Linked DNA regions of Zea mays: region 2 is linked to region 1. The links are chromatin contacts, called in public Hi-C maps. All regions are on one chromosome and are shown on one strand. Each heading gives the region's core, a stretch centred on a gene start, on an enhancer-like site or on the middle of the called end of the contact. The rest is flanking DNA. Distances are from core to core; before and after follow the strand shown.

Evidence for each region. Hi-C and Micro-C count contacts between places; a contact is called where the count stands out from the background.
Region 2: a contact with region 1 is called in a Hi-C map of endosperm, with 3 times the contacts expected there. The contact joins two enhancer-like sites. A contact is called at or near these places in 2 of 25 Hi-C or Micro-C datasets (bundle sheath and endosperm).

What each region holds. Positions count from the first base shown.
Region 1 is chr7:59,827,430-59,833,342 of Zm-B73-REFERENCE-NAM-5.0, reverse strand. No RefSeq gene overlaps it. Among protein-coding and RNA genes, the nearest start is that of LOC111589735, 53 kb to the right of the region's middle. Within about 2 kb of position 3,387, at least 18 of the 20 cell types and tissues checked have an H3K27ac peak or open chromatin away from gene starts, as enhancers often do. A contact at or near this core is called in bundle sheath and endosperm, where this site is marked.
Region 2 is chr7:60,205,264-60,211,924 of Zm-B73-REFERENCE-NAM-5.0, reverse strand. No RefSeq gene overlaps it. Among protein-coding and RNA genes, the nearest start is that of LOC103632402, 110 kb to the right of the region's middle. Within about 2 kb of position 2,679, at least 18 of the 20 cell types and tissues checked have an H3K27ac peak or open chromatin away from gene starts, as enhancers often do. A contact at or near this core is called in bundle sheath and endosperm, where this site is marked.

The DNA.
Region 1 (5,913 bases), core at 2,138-4,637:
GTTTTGTTTTACGTTAGCTTTAGCTACTCTCGAACACGCACAAATCTGCGGTGTCTTCGTGTATTCAGAACTCCACCCTCGAGTAATAGATTAGATTGCTCGCATCTTTTTCTTGTTCGTTCTTCGATTGCGCACAGGAAATGATCTTCGTGATCAGGCCGATCTCGCATCAGCAAGGTCGGTAACCACAGGGAGTTGGTTCAGCGATTGCATTGGCGCCTCGGGCTTGCTCGTCGTAGTCGGATCGCAAGGGTCATCTTCCGCCAAATCGTAATTATCTCTACTCGCCGAAAGATCAGGCACCTCAGCTATATCAAGAGGTGTATGGGGTCCGATCAACCCCATGGCAAATGGGTAACATGACTTGTGGATAAAGATATGCAACCTCTCCAGAGTGTAAAACTGGTATACTAGCCGTGCTCACGGTCATGAGCAGCTCGGACACTCACATGATTAATTTATGGAATTAAATTCAATTTGTCATTTGCATCACAGTGGGATTATTTATTATTACTTTTATTTACTATTACTATGGTTTGGTATTCACTTACATTTAGTAACCGCTAATAAAATTTTGACCAACTTATAAAAAGCAATGCTTAGCTTTAACCTTTATTTATTGATTAACTTTACACCTCACATGAACTCCCACCTTTGGTGAGTTCATGCACATTATTCCCCACAACTTGTTGAGCTATGATCTTTTGTGAGCTCACTCTTGCGATTATAAACCCCCCACAGGTGAAGAGCAGGTGGTTGAAGAGGAGCCGCATAACGAGGAGTTCGACTTGATCTAGGTGGCGTCTCCTAGTCAGCGTTGTGGCGCCAGGGAAATAATATTTAGTTCGATTTGCATTTATCATTTATTTTGTAAGACTTCCGCTATGTAATAAGTACATTTATGATATTTATGACATTTATCTATATATATTCTGTTATTATATGTGTTGTTCTTCCTTGGCGCACATATGAGACGCACCCGGCTTTATCCCTTAAATCCGGGTGTGACAAAAGCCCTCACTCAATTGGATGGGTTCGACCCTAATCGATGTTTGTTCACGGTTACGGCAGCACAAGGGCTCCGGTGAGCGTGTTCTGAGCAACAAAATGTGGTAGCGCCTAAATTGAAGCTAGGGTGAGTTTCAGTGATTCACCAGAGGTCGGGTACACGCACTAATTTGGACCGAACGGGGATAGAAGAGTGGGTCGACGTGAGTGTGCGCTCGGAGGCGTTCCGCCGCGGCGAGATGATGTTCTTGATGCTAGAACGCGGTAGCGCTCAATTGGTAGGGCCAATGAGCAACGTTAACAGTCAAGGATGCTAAAACATGGCACAGAAGGGGATGAACGGACCTGAGATCGGCTGGCCACGTCGCGAAGTCAAACGGCAGTGTTGTTTACCGATTTGGGGGAAATTCGAAATTCGGGGGCCGTTGTGGCTAATCGGGAGCGAGGAGCGGTGCTCTGGCTTCGTAACAAGCTAGCGGAACAGGCGGGGGCATCAATTTATAATGACCAGAAGCGGTGGCTCCGAATTTGGGGAAGATAAGCTGGTGGCCGGAGCAAAGGTGAGCCATCGGAGTTCGCTTATCGTGGCATTCACTGGGCAAAGGTTTACGGCCATCACTGGTTACTCTCCATGACTCACGACGACGTGGTAAAATGGCCTATGGCGTGGTGCGACCGAAGTGAATGGTGGTAACCACGGCGATGGTCACACGACCACGTTGCCGGTGCTAGTGGGTACGGTAAGGCCGGCTCGATCCACTTCCCCTCTGATCTTTTCACGTTCGCGGTGATAACCTTCCCGAGCTGAGCACGAATCACAGTGGCCGGTGTGAATCGCGGCACGGAGATCACCGGCGGCGAAGTTCACTGAATCTGGTATCTTTGTTCAGTTACTGTACCATCACGACCCTATTTAATTCATCTGACAGAGCATCTTCAGAGGCATTTTTCTTCAATTTTTATGTGATGAGCTACTAACTAGATTACATCAAAGTTATTGACCTATATACCAGCTTCAATTCGGTTATAGGAACCCTGGTCATTTGATCACTCGATCAAGCACAAATTGGCTCTAAAGTCCATCAGAGTTCACTGTCAGTTAAACTTCAGTGCTTGATCCGACTGACAGTCTAACTTCAAGTCCATTTTATTCCAATTTCTATACAGTCCATGGGCTAGATCACTTAATCAAACTTGAACTACTAACATAGCTCTACCATGGCAAAATCTCCATGGATTGAGAGATATAGGGTCCCAAAGTCAGCCCAATTACACTGTTTTTCAGAGTTAAGCCATATGGTGCCTTTGAGACATTTTGCAATTTACTCCAAATTGTTCCACAAAACATGGAAATCTCCAAATGTAAAAGTTGCTTAATTTTTGTTACTCTACCACTTTGATATATGCACTTTGGTCCAAAAGTGCATAGAAATTGAAATCACCTTTTAGGGCACTAATTAGGGTTTCTAGGGTTCTTCTTAGGGTTTTGAGTGCTCTAGGGTTTATGTGCCACTCAAATTCTCCAAGTTTAGTCTCTTATGAACATCTCTAGTATCTTTTGAGATAAAACTCAATTTGTTATCATACACACCCACATATCTCTATCCCTCAGTTAAGTACCCTATCCTAGGGTTAAGGATCACTTCAAGTCATCACATCACAACTTGTTTTGAAGTTTTAGCATAGTGGATGCACTCTAGGTGTAACATACATAATGAAATGTCAATGCATATGATGCCATGCTATAATACTCAAATTTGTAAAACAAATAAAAGGAGATAGTTGTTCCTATGTATAATTCCCCTATGTTAATATCACATGTGAACTACCCTATCTAAGTAAGAAATTAGCCAAGAACATATAAATATTATGTGCATCATGTTGGAGTTTATTTGATTGTGCATTTGAAAATAATAGCAAGGATATTAATAAAATATAATGAAGATTTGGAATGAACCACAAATTGAAATTTAGGAGAATTTGGAAAAAAATAAGAAAAAGAGGAAAGAAAGAAATAAATATTATACAATACAAAATAAAAATTTATAATTAAATAACTTCACCACATTTGGTATGATCGAATTAAACAATTAGCCTAAGTCCAAACTTGCCACAAAGTTTAAATTTAAAATTTGATGGAAGTTGGAATTTGAAATAAAAAGAGAAAAGAAAAGAAAATATAAAAGAAAAAGAAAAAAAAAGCCACGCACTGGGCCGCCATCTTCACTACCTCGGCCCATCTTGGCTTGCTTTTGCGCGTGGCCCAACTAACGGCGTCTCCATGCTGACTTGACTAGCCGAGCTTTACCCAGCTGACATGAGGACCCCATGGGTCAGTTTCCCTCCACGGGCGCGCGTGGTTTTCTCTGGTGGGTGGCCCTGTACTTGCAGCTGCGTGGGAGGCGAGACGTGTCGCTGCACGTGGGCCAGAGTCCCTGTACGTCTTCTCCCCTGGGTTGTTGCGAGCGAGCGCGAGATGTGCCGAGATCGTAGCAACTCTCTCTCCGCGTCTTCCGGCGCCGCGCTCGGTGGTGTGGTTAAATGGGACCGTGCGTACCTTAGTGCCCATTAGTGGTTTGCACCTTACGTCGAGGCGGTGTGAACCATCGAGAGAACTTGGTGAGCGATCGTGGGCGAGCACACCATCTCCATTCTGGTGTAGTTCTCGACCGGGTGGCGTGGGTGACCTACGTGGCGACGAAGCCGTTCTTCGTTCGTGTGCAGCTGGGGAGCCTCTGTCGTGACTCGTGACCATCCGTTACCGGGGGAAGGGTGCTCTCACTGCGCTGTGATTGGTGCACCGCCGCCACCAAATCCCTCCTCATCGTGTTCCTGGTGAGATTCATGTTCCCCCATCGTATTTGGGGATTGCTCCGCGTTCGCTTTGCTAGATCGGGGGGATTATTAATGATGCTAATGCACCGGGCGGCGTTACCGGCCTTGGCGCTGCCACGGGTGAGGGCACCGCCGTGGGTTGGCCGGCGGGAGTAAGGAAGAGGCCGACATAACCATCGAGATTGGTGTGAATGGCTGTGATTGGCTCGCAGTTCGTAAGGGGTTATGGGATCATCGCGGTCGCTGGTAGCTGAGACAATGGTCTTGATCGTAGCATGCCTTACCCTTTCGTCGCGTGCAATCTGATCCGTTGACCTAGATCGGGCAGACACGATCGGATTTAGGGCAACACCATCTCCATCGTTGGATTCCAATCTAGCGATTTAGGTTGTCTGCTAACCCATCCATTGCGAAATTTAATCTCTGCCACACGGCATAGATCTGTGGCCGATTTGCCAAAGAGTCTCTCAGTTTAATAGAAATCAACCCGCAATCCATCATAGATTGACTCTAAGTCTTAGTAATCCTTGCGCAGAGGTCCCTGTGCTTTCCAGTATTTGGCGCCCTGTCCAAAGCTCAGGAAATTAGTTAATTAATTGTGGAAATTGATTTTTAATGCAAAATTAAGTCCAAAAACTTGTATAATTCATATTTAATTCAGTTTAGCTCTGAATTAATTTATTCCAGTTGCATTAGACTCATATTAATATTGTTCATCATCCAGTAACTTTACTTAGTTATGAAACTTAGATTAAAAATTATGCACTTAGTTTCTTTTAATTCAACACTGAAAACTTCGAAAATCCATCGCTTCTTCGTTTTAGTTCCGAATTGACTCGTTCCAGTTGCGTTAACTTCGTTTTAATTCCAAATTTACTACGCAGTAACAACATTAATTAAACCATGTCGCATACTTTTATATTTATTTATCCTATGTCTACGAGATTAGCTCTTCTAAACCAAATCTAACATGTCCATAATTATAATTTGAGTTAAACATGATCTCTAGTCAAGTTATAATTAAAACTAATGTTGAGTTAATTATTTATAAGATATTCTCTCATATGATGTACACTGATCAATTTATAATATATAAATCACATATATCTCCAATAAATCATAACTCATTAACCACGACTCCGATCTTAGTAGTTCTCGATCCCACGATCTCGTAGCAACACATAGATTATTATTATGCAATTTATTCTTATGTTTGGTGTGATGTTAATTTTGTCTATACCATGTTTATTTGTATTGCTACGACTAGCAGCGAGGTTACGAGTCACCTGAAGTTCATCCTGGTACCTGGAATCTCAAGTCCCAGGCAAGTTGTGCCTTTGATCACTTTTATTTACCCAATAATGTTCTTTATAATCATTTATTCCTGCATAGGTTTAATTTTGATGGGATCCAATAGGTCACCCTAGTTTGATTATTTTTATACCTTGTTTACCCCTGAACTATTTGGGTAGTTTTGCTATTGCTCTATATGGTTTTGGGATTAATACTACATCATGTCCATGTTCCAATTATTCTATTATTTTATTTATGTTCATGTCAAGATCATTATATTTTTAATTGGAACATGGAGCTTAACTTGAGAAACATGTGCGACCACAAGGGTGGAATGGGACACCCTTGGATGACTAATTAGGAAAGCTAGTGGAAGACTACCTTACCTGAAAGGGGCAAGGGCGGTAGGGGAGTAGGCATGCAGGGAGGTTCTTGGGTTGATTTTGCGGCGATGGCGGTAGACGAGGGATTCTTGCAATTGCTCTTCCCAGAAACTGTAGCGGGTTTTCGGAAGTTAGTGGAACTTTGTAAAGGCCCCGTAATTAATCCCTAGCCATTCACCTCGGTAGTGTCTAAGGGTCTAGATAACCCTGGCGACATGGGATACACGACTTGTGGGTACAGGGTACAACCTCTGCAGAATGTAAAACTGGTATACTAGTCGAGCTCACGGTCATGAGTAGCTCAGGACTATCGCATGATTAAATTATGGAACTAAATTCAATTCGTCACTTGCATTGCATGGGATTTATTATTAGTTTTGTTCTATTATTATTA
Region 2 (6,661 bases), core at 1,430-3,929, 380 kb before region 1:
TGAAGGTACAAGCCGGCCTCGGTATAGAAAGAGCTTGTGTGTAGAAGCAATGAAGGAGACAAGGTTGAAGACTTGTGTAGCAAGAAAGAAAGATAAAAGAAATTGATGCCCCATAATATTTGTAAATCATGATGTAGGACCGGTGAGACGACCAGAGGGGGTGAATGGGAGCCAATCAAATTTCGCTTCCAAACACTGAAAATGGACAATTCATTTCAATTGAGATGAAGCAAGTGCTAAAACCATGAACACATCAACAAACAAGTGATCTCATGACTACAAAATGTTCCTAATACTCATATGATACCAGCAAACGAAACGGATCGCAAATCGAACACCGAGAAGTCCGAAACTGTCCAAAATAGTATTCTCAACAAGTGATGTTTTTAGAGTACAAAATTATGTTCTTAAATCCAAAACTAAACCAGACGAACTCCGGTTGAGATGAAATTTTACACACATCTGAGAAAATATGTTTCCAAGATCTCCCCAAATTTTGAGCTCAATCAGACTTATAAATCAACCACAAATTTAAAAATACAGCCAGAAATTGGGGTTTTGTTGGGGTGTCACACCCGGATTTGAGGGCAAATTCAGACGCGAATCAAATGTGTGCTAGGATCAAGTCTTACACATCTGATGACTCATGGTTCAGAAATGAATGCCACGTATTTAATATATAATGGAGTTCTGTACACAATAGTTAAATAATTACATCATACGAAAACAATGATCCAGCAAACATAGTTGACTCGGAGATGACGGCCTAGACCTCTCACGAACTCATCATGGCATCCTGCATGCTCCTTATATTGTGGTACCTGACCTTGACCTGGGGGATGTAAGTACAACAAGTGTGAGATCACATACGTTCATCGCTCAACAAGTTGTGGAGAATAATGTGCATGAGCTCACTTACATTGGGGCTCATGTGAACTGTAAGGCTTACCAAAGGAGATGATTAAAGCTGAGCATTTTTTTAGAGTTGGTGAAACTTTTATTAGCAGTTACTAAGTATAAGTAGATACCAACCCAAATAAATATGAGATCATAATTGATAATAACACCCACAATGCAATGCGAATGACAAATTAAGTTTAGTTCCAGAAATTACTCATGTGAGGGTCCGAGCCGCTCATGACCGTGGGCACGGCTGATATACAAGTTTTACACTCTACAGAGGTTGTACATCTTTACCCACAAGTCGTGTTACCCATTTTTCATGGGGTCATGAATCCCATACATCTCTACCAATGAGACGAGGCAAGGTAGCACTACGAGGCCTTTACAAAGTTTCACTAGCTTCAGAAAACCTGCTACGGTTTCTGAGAAAGGCAATATAGGAATCCCTCATCTGAAAAGCCATCACATCATGATCGACCCGAGAACCTCCCTATACCGCAGCTCCTCTACCGCCCTTGCCCCTTTCTGGTAAGGTAGTCCTCCACTAGCTTTCCTAATTAGTCGGCCAAGGGCGTCCCATACCACCCTTGTGGTAGCACTGTTTTCCCGGGTGGTCGCTCCATGTTCCAATTAACATAATCATCTTATCATGAACAATAATTAAAACAATAGCAAAACTAGAACATGATCATAATATAACATTAATTTCCCAAAACCATGTAGAGCAATAACAAATCTTCCCAATAGTTCTTTTGTTTGCAAGGTGTGGGATAAACAATGCTAGGGATACCTATTAGGTCCCATCAAATTAACCTGAGCATGTCAAAGTGATTAACAGGAACACTATTAGGTAGAGAAAAGTGATCAAGGGCGCAACTTGCCTTAGACTTGAGATCCTAGGTACCAAGTTGGTCTTCAGATTCTTGTGACCTCACCGCTATTCGTAGCAATACATACAAATAGACAAGGATCACATAACAGTACACCAAACATGAGAACAAATAACGTAAAAATATTCTACGCGATGCTACGAGAGTGTAGGTTCAAGAACCACTAAAATCGGAGTTACGGTTAAAAAGATATGATTTTCAAAGATTTAGGTGATTAAACAATAAAAGATATATTATATGTTAATTAATATAAATCATTTGAGAAATAATTAATTAAACTTTAATCCAAGTTATAACTTCATTATAGGTTGTATCTTTAGCCAGGTTATAATCATGGACAATATCTAACTATAAAAGTAAGTGATATGTTATAAATAATGTTGTTATTGTATAGGTAATTTTGTTACAAAGCTAACGCAACTTGAACAGATCAAATCAGAGTTAAAATGAATAAGTTATTATTTTTCTAAGTTGCGGGGATCAATTTTCATCTTAATAATCACTTTCTATATTAATGTTATCAATATCCAGCGCTCATGGACTGCGGTTTGCATTTATTTAAATATCAGGGACTAAACTGCTAAAATCAAGGACCTAAGTTTAATATTCTAACACTACATACAGACTGCGGGTTGATTTCATAGAGGTCCGAGGGTTCTTTTGCATATCAGCGCGACCATAGGGGTATGCTTTGATCTGCACCATCAGATCATAAACCAGTGGCGCGGATTAGGCCAACCTTCTACACGAACCGGTATTGCACATGTGGTCATCCGATCATGATCTGAAGGTTCAAATTTTAAAATGATGTGATCTAATCTTACCCGCCCGATCAGAGTTGGATGGCTACGACGTGATCCTCCCTATTCTAATCCCAACCGTCCATACCCGGATCCACGGCCACCGCGCGCTTAGCCGAACTGGTATGTTACTTCTAATCGTGGCCATCCATGACCGGATCAGCGGCCACGTGATTGTCTCACCCCCACGCCCGATCCCATGGCGGCGCAGTGATCTCCCACGGCGGCTCTACCCCGACGAACACCCAGCCAAGTGATCCTGTGAACAAAAACGAGTGCAAAGCGTTGCTACGCGATGCAGTAGCATGGAGTAAATGGGTCCAGGGCTTCCTATCGGGGTCTTGATGCAGTAGTGGGTGCGGCCATGGTGCAGGGCGGAACCATGGCGCTCCTTAATTCCAGCGAGCGATTCCGATCGCTCACGACCGTGATTCCTCTTGAAGACGTGATGAGCAGGTTCCATGGTTGTCAATGAGGCTCCTAATCCGAACAACAGGAACGAACAACACCGTAGATGGAGCACCCCATCGGCGGCAACCCTTCTCTCTCCGTCGCGGCGAGCTCTCTATGTTTTGATACTTCATCGTGGCCGAGGGTCGGACTGACGGGATGAGGGTGTACGATCGCAAGTTATATACCCAAGGACAGGTTCTGGTGATGTGAAGTTCGCCCAAGTCCGAGCGTAACCCACGGCACCAGTAAGGGGTTGTTACTATCCGCCGTGCGTGAGTTTGCTTCGAGGAGAAGACCTATCAAGTGGGGCCCACATAGAGGTGAGAGGTTTAGAGCGTGGTGCGGCTGGAGCGCCATGTGGCGGAACCGCCCAAATTATTCTAACTTAAGTGCCCAAGTCCCATCTTAGAGGCAATGACGCACTTAAATCGGAATAAACCGTCAGTTCCTCGGATCTAGTCCGATAAAGCCACTAACAGGATTAAGTAGCACATACTCACTCAAAGGTGAGGCACAGAGAAATACAATAAAGCATAAAACCATAATTTAAAGAAGTACTTAATTGTTATTACATCATCATCGGAGTTTCAAAAGTAGTAATCATTGTTTCGATACATCGGAAATTAACTAACGATAAAAGAAAAGGGAGGATGGGGAAGTCTGGCCCATCACTCCTCCTGCTCCTCTCCTGCTGAGGCAGGGTCCCACTCGACTGTCCAGCCCGGTGGCAGGGCGGATGGTCAAGTCACTCCAGCAACCATGTCTCCAAGGTACCTGTACAATTGTGCCACAAGCAAGGCTGAGTATACTAATACTCAGCTAGACTTACCCGGTATGAGGAGTCTACTCCTCTACCTCTAGACCATGAAGCTGTTTTGCTGAGTGATTTGGTTTGCCAAAAGCACTAGTTGAGTCTAAAATCAAGTTTTATCTTTTCAAGTTCTAAAATAATAATTTAGACTAGATGAGTACCTAGCTATTCATACATGGTATCAAACATTATAGCAATCAACATCTTTTGAAAGTAACCTCATTCCACTTCTTACTCGATGCAGCAGCATGGATCAAGCAGTCTCATTAGCTGCGAGAAGCAGATGATTCGAATCGAGTTTTTAAACCTTGCAAGGTAAACCTAAAACCTAAACACACGACGTGGCGAGACACTACTTCCCGACACACATCAACCGTCCCCATCGATTCCCTGTCAACAGAAAGGGGCTCACCGCCTTGGCATACAATGCCCCACTGACCCTGGCTACCTGTGACGGAACCTCCCAAGTAATTAGGCCCACCTACAGTTGTCCTTGTCCAACGGACCTCAGACAACCCTGTAGGTGCCCCTGAATCACTTGACAAGTTCGGTATCTGCTTTTCTTACCTTTCCCAAGAGCGTTTCACCCGTCACGTAGACATTACAAGCATCAGAGTTACGAGAATACGGAAGCAATTACATAAACTTACCTTTATTTTAAAGTAAGATAAAGTTGAATATGTACAGACCAGATTATATCCTAGGAGTGCAGAGTAATATTATTACATACCCAGGGAGGCAAAAACTCCTCCCGATAAGTTTTACACAAAAGTTCTAATGGAGGATCCTTTCCTCCCGCACTTCATTCCTTGTGTTCTTCCTTTGGCACCACCTTAGAGCAGAAGCAACAAAAATTTGTCGCTTCCTCACCTAAAAACAACGGGGAATAAAACCCTGAGTATGGAATTACTCAGCAAGTCTTACCCGACTAAAGTAAAGACTCTCAAGGGTATGCTGGTTAAGGGAGTCAAGGTAAGGCTTCTCAATAATCAAAGACTCTGTTTGACAGAAATGCTTACTAAAGTGGATCCTTAAAAATCCAGTTTTATTTGTCAAGTTAAATACAATTACCTGCAACTAGAGTTCTTTCTACCCTAGTTCAATCACTTGACCTGCACTAGCCAATTTCTTAACAAACCTTTCATGTTTACTGGATTGCTACGTGTAAGTCAGTGACCAAGTCTTCATAACCGCGAAGGTACGGCAATCCGAATCGATTATACTCAGCTGAGGATATCCAATCACACGACATATGTAGCACTTAACCCTTGCATATGTCAACCCGCCATCGGGGTTCTTAAGACCAGATCAGGTTCAAGCGAACCGAGAGCACAGATACACCACCGTCCAGCCTCTTGCCACGGAGGGTACACCCTACTCTCGCCACCGCTCCACGCCCATTCCGTGTTATCTTATTCTGGCCTTAGTCTGCCCGAGGCAAGGCTTACCCATGATGAGGCATGTGACCAGCTAAAGGGTCCCCGGTCAGCAGGCCTACATCGAGACGTTCCTTAATCGACTCAGACGGAGACACTACACCGAGACTCCTTTCTCGTGCAAGTCACATGCCGGTCTCGGCTTAATCATTTCAAACCCAAAGTTTGGTACCTGGCAGAGGTACATCTTTTCCGATGTTGAACCCATCACGACCGTGATGGATCCACCATCAAGTTTTATTTTCGAAAACATCCCACCCACTTTTGCCACATCATCTTTTGTAAAAACAAACATTTTGTTTTTCTAAAGTAAGGCTGAGCATCAAAATCTTTTGTAAAACGGGTGATAAAGGAAGGTAATCAAATTCAAGGAAGGTAATGCAGGAATTGTTTTATCAATCAACTCCTATCACCTAATGCATCAAGCAAGTGAGAAAGATTTTAAAACATCAAGGAAGGTGGCAAATGCACCGGGGCTTGCCTTCGTTGATAGGTGAGTCAGGCTCGGACCCGCAGATATCAAAGTAGAAATAATTTCCTGCCTGAGATTCCGAAGGTGGTGGTGTCTTTTCTTCGGTTACTTCGACTTCTTCTTCGTTTTCTAAATATAACCATATAGGTATATATAAGAATGAATGCCATGTAATGCTCATGAGAGTGCTAAGATAATAAGGATTTATTATCTAAAGTCTTGAATACAACTTTTCTTCACGGAACTACGAGAACTTATGGTTTCCGGAGTCAGTAAAGGAGTTCAAAGGGCAGGGGGTGGGGTTTTTGGGTTCTAAGTACCAAACAAGGTCCAAATCAAACCAAACTCTACCCAAGGCTTCTAAATAATGTGTAGAGCTCATATAAAAAGTTTGGGCATTTTTGGAATTACCATTTATTTTATAAAAATCCAGAATTAATGTTTTAAGCTACTTTAAATACTCCAAAATTCCCTATTTGTCCTAAAAATCATGAAACTATTTTTATTAAATACTATGGAAAATAAGAAGTCTAGGAAAATTGGTTTGACAATTTTAGGGTTTTTCTACAATTTTCTACAATTTCCTAAAGCTTCAATGAAAAAGAAAAAGGAAAAGATTAAACAGTGATGGGCCGGTTTTAGCCCAGGCGGCCCAACAACACAGGAAACCGGGACGCGCCCGCGCCCGCGGTGGAGGCTTTGCAGAAACGCCCTCAGGGTTTTGGCTAACCATAACTAGGTTCTATTACTATTACACTGAGTCGCTGACAGTTTGCAGAAGAGCCCTCCGGTTTCTATTTCTTCGCTGGGGAAGGTCCACGACGACGGTGAGCGCGGTGGAGCTTCGGCGAGCTAGCAGACCGGCCTAACGGGGCAATGACTGGCGTTCCCGAGTG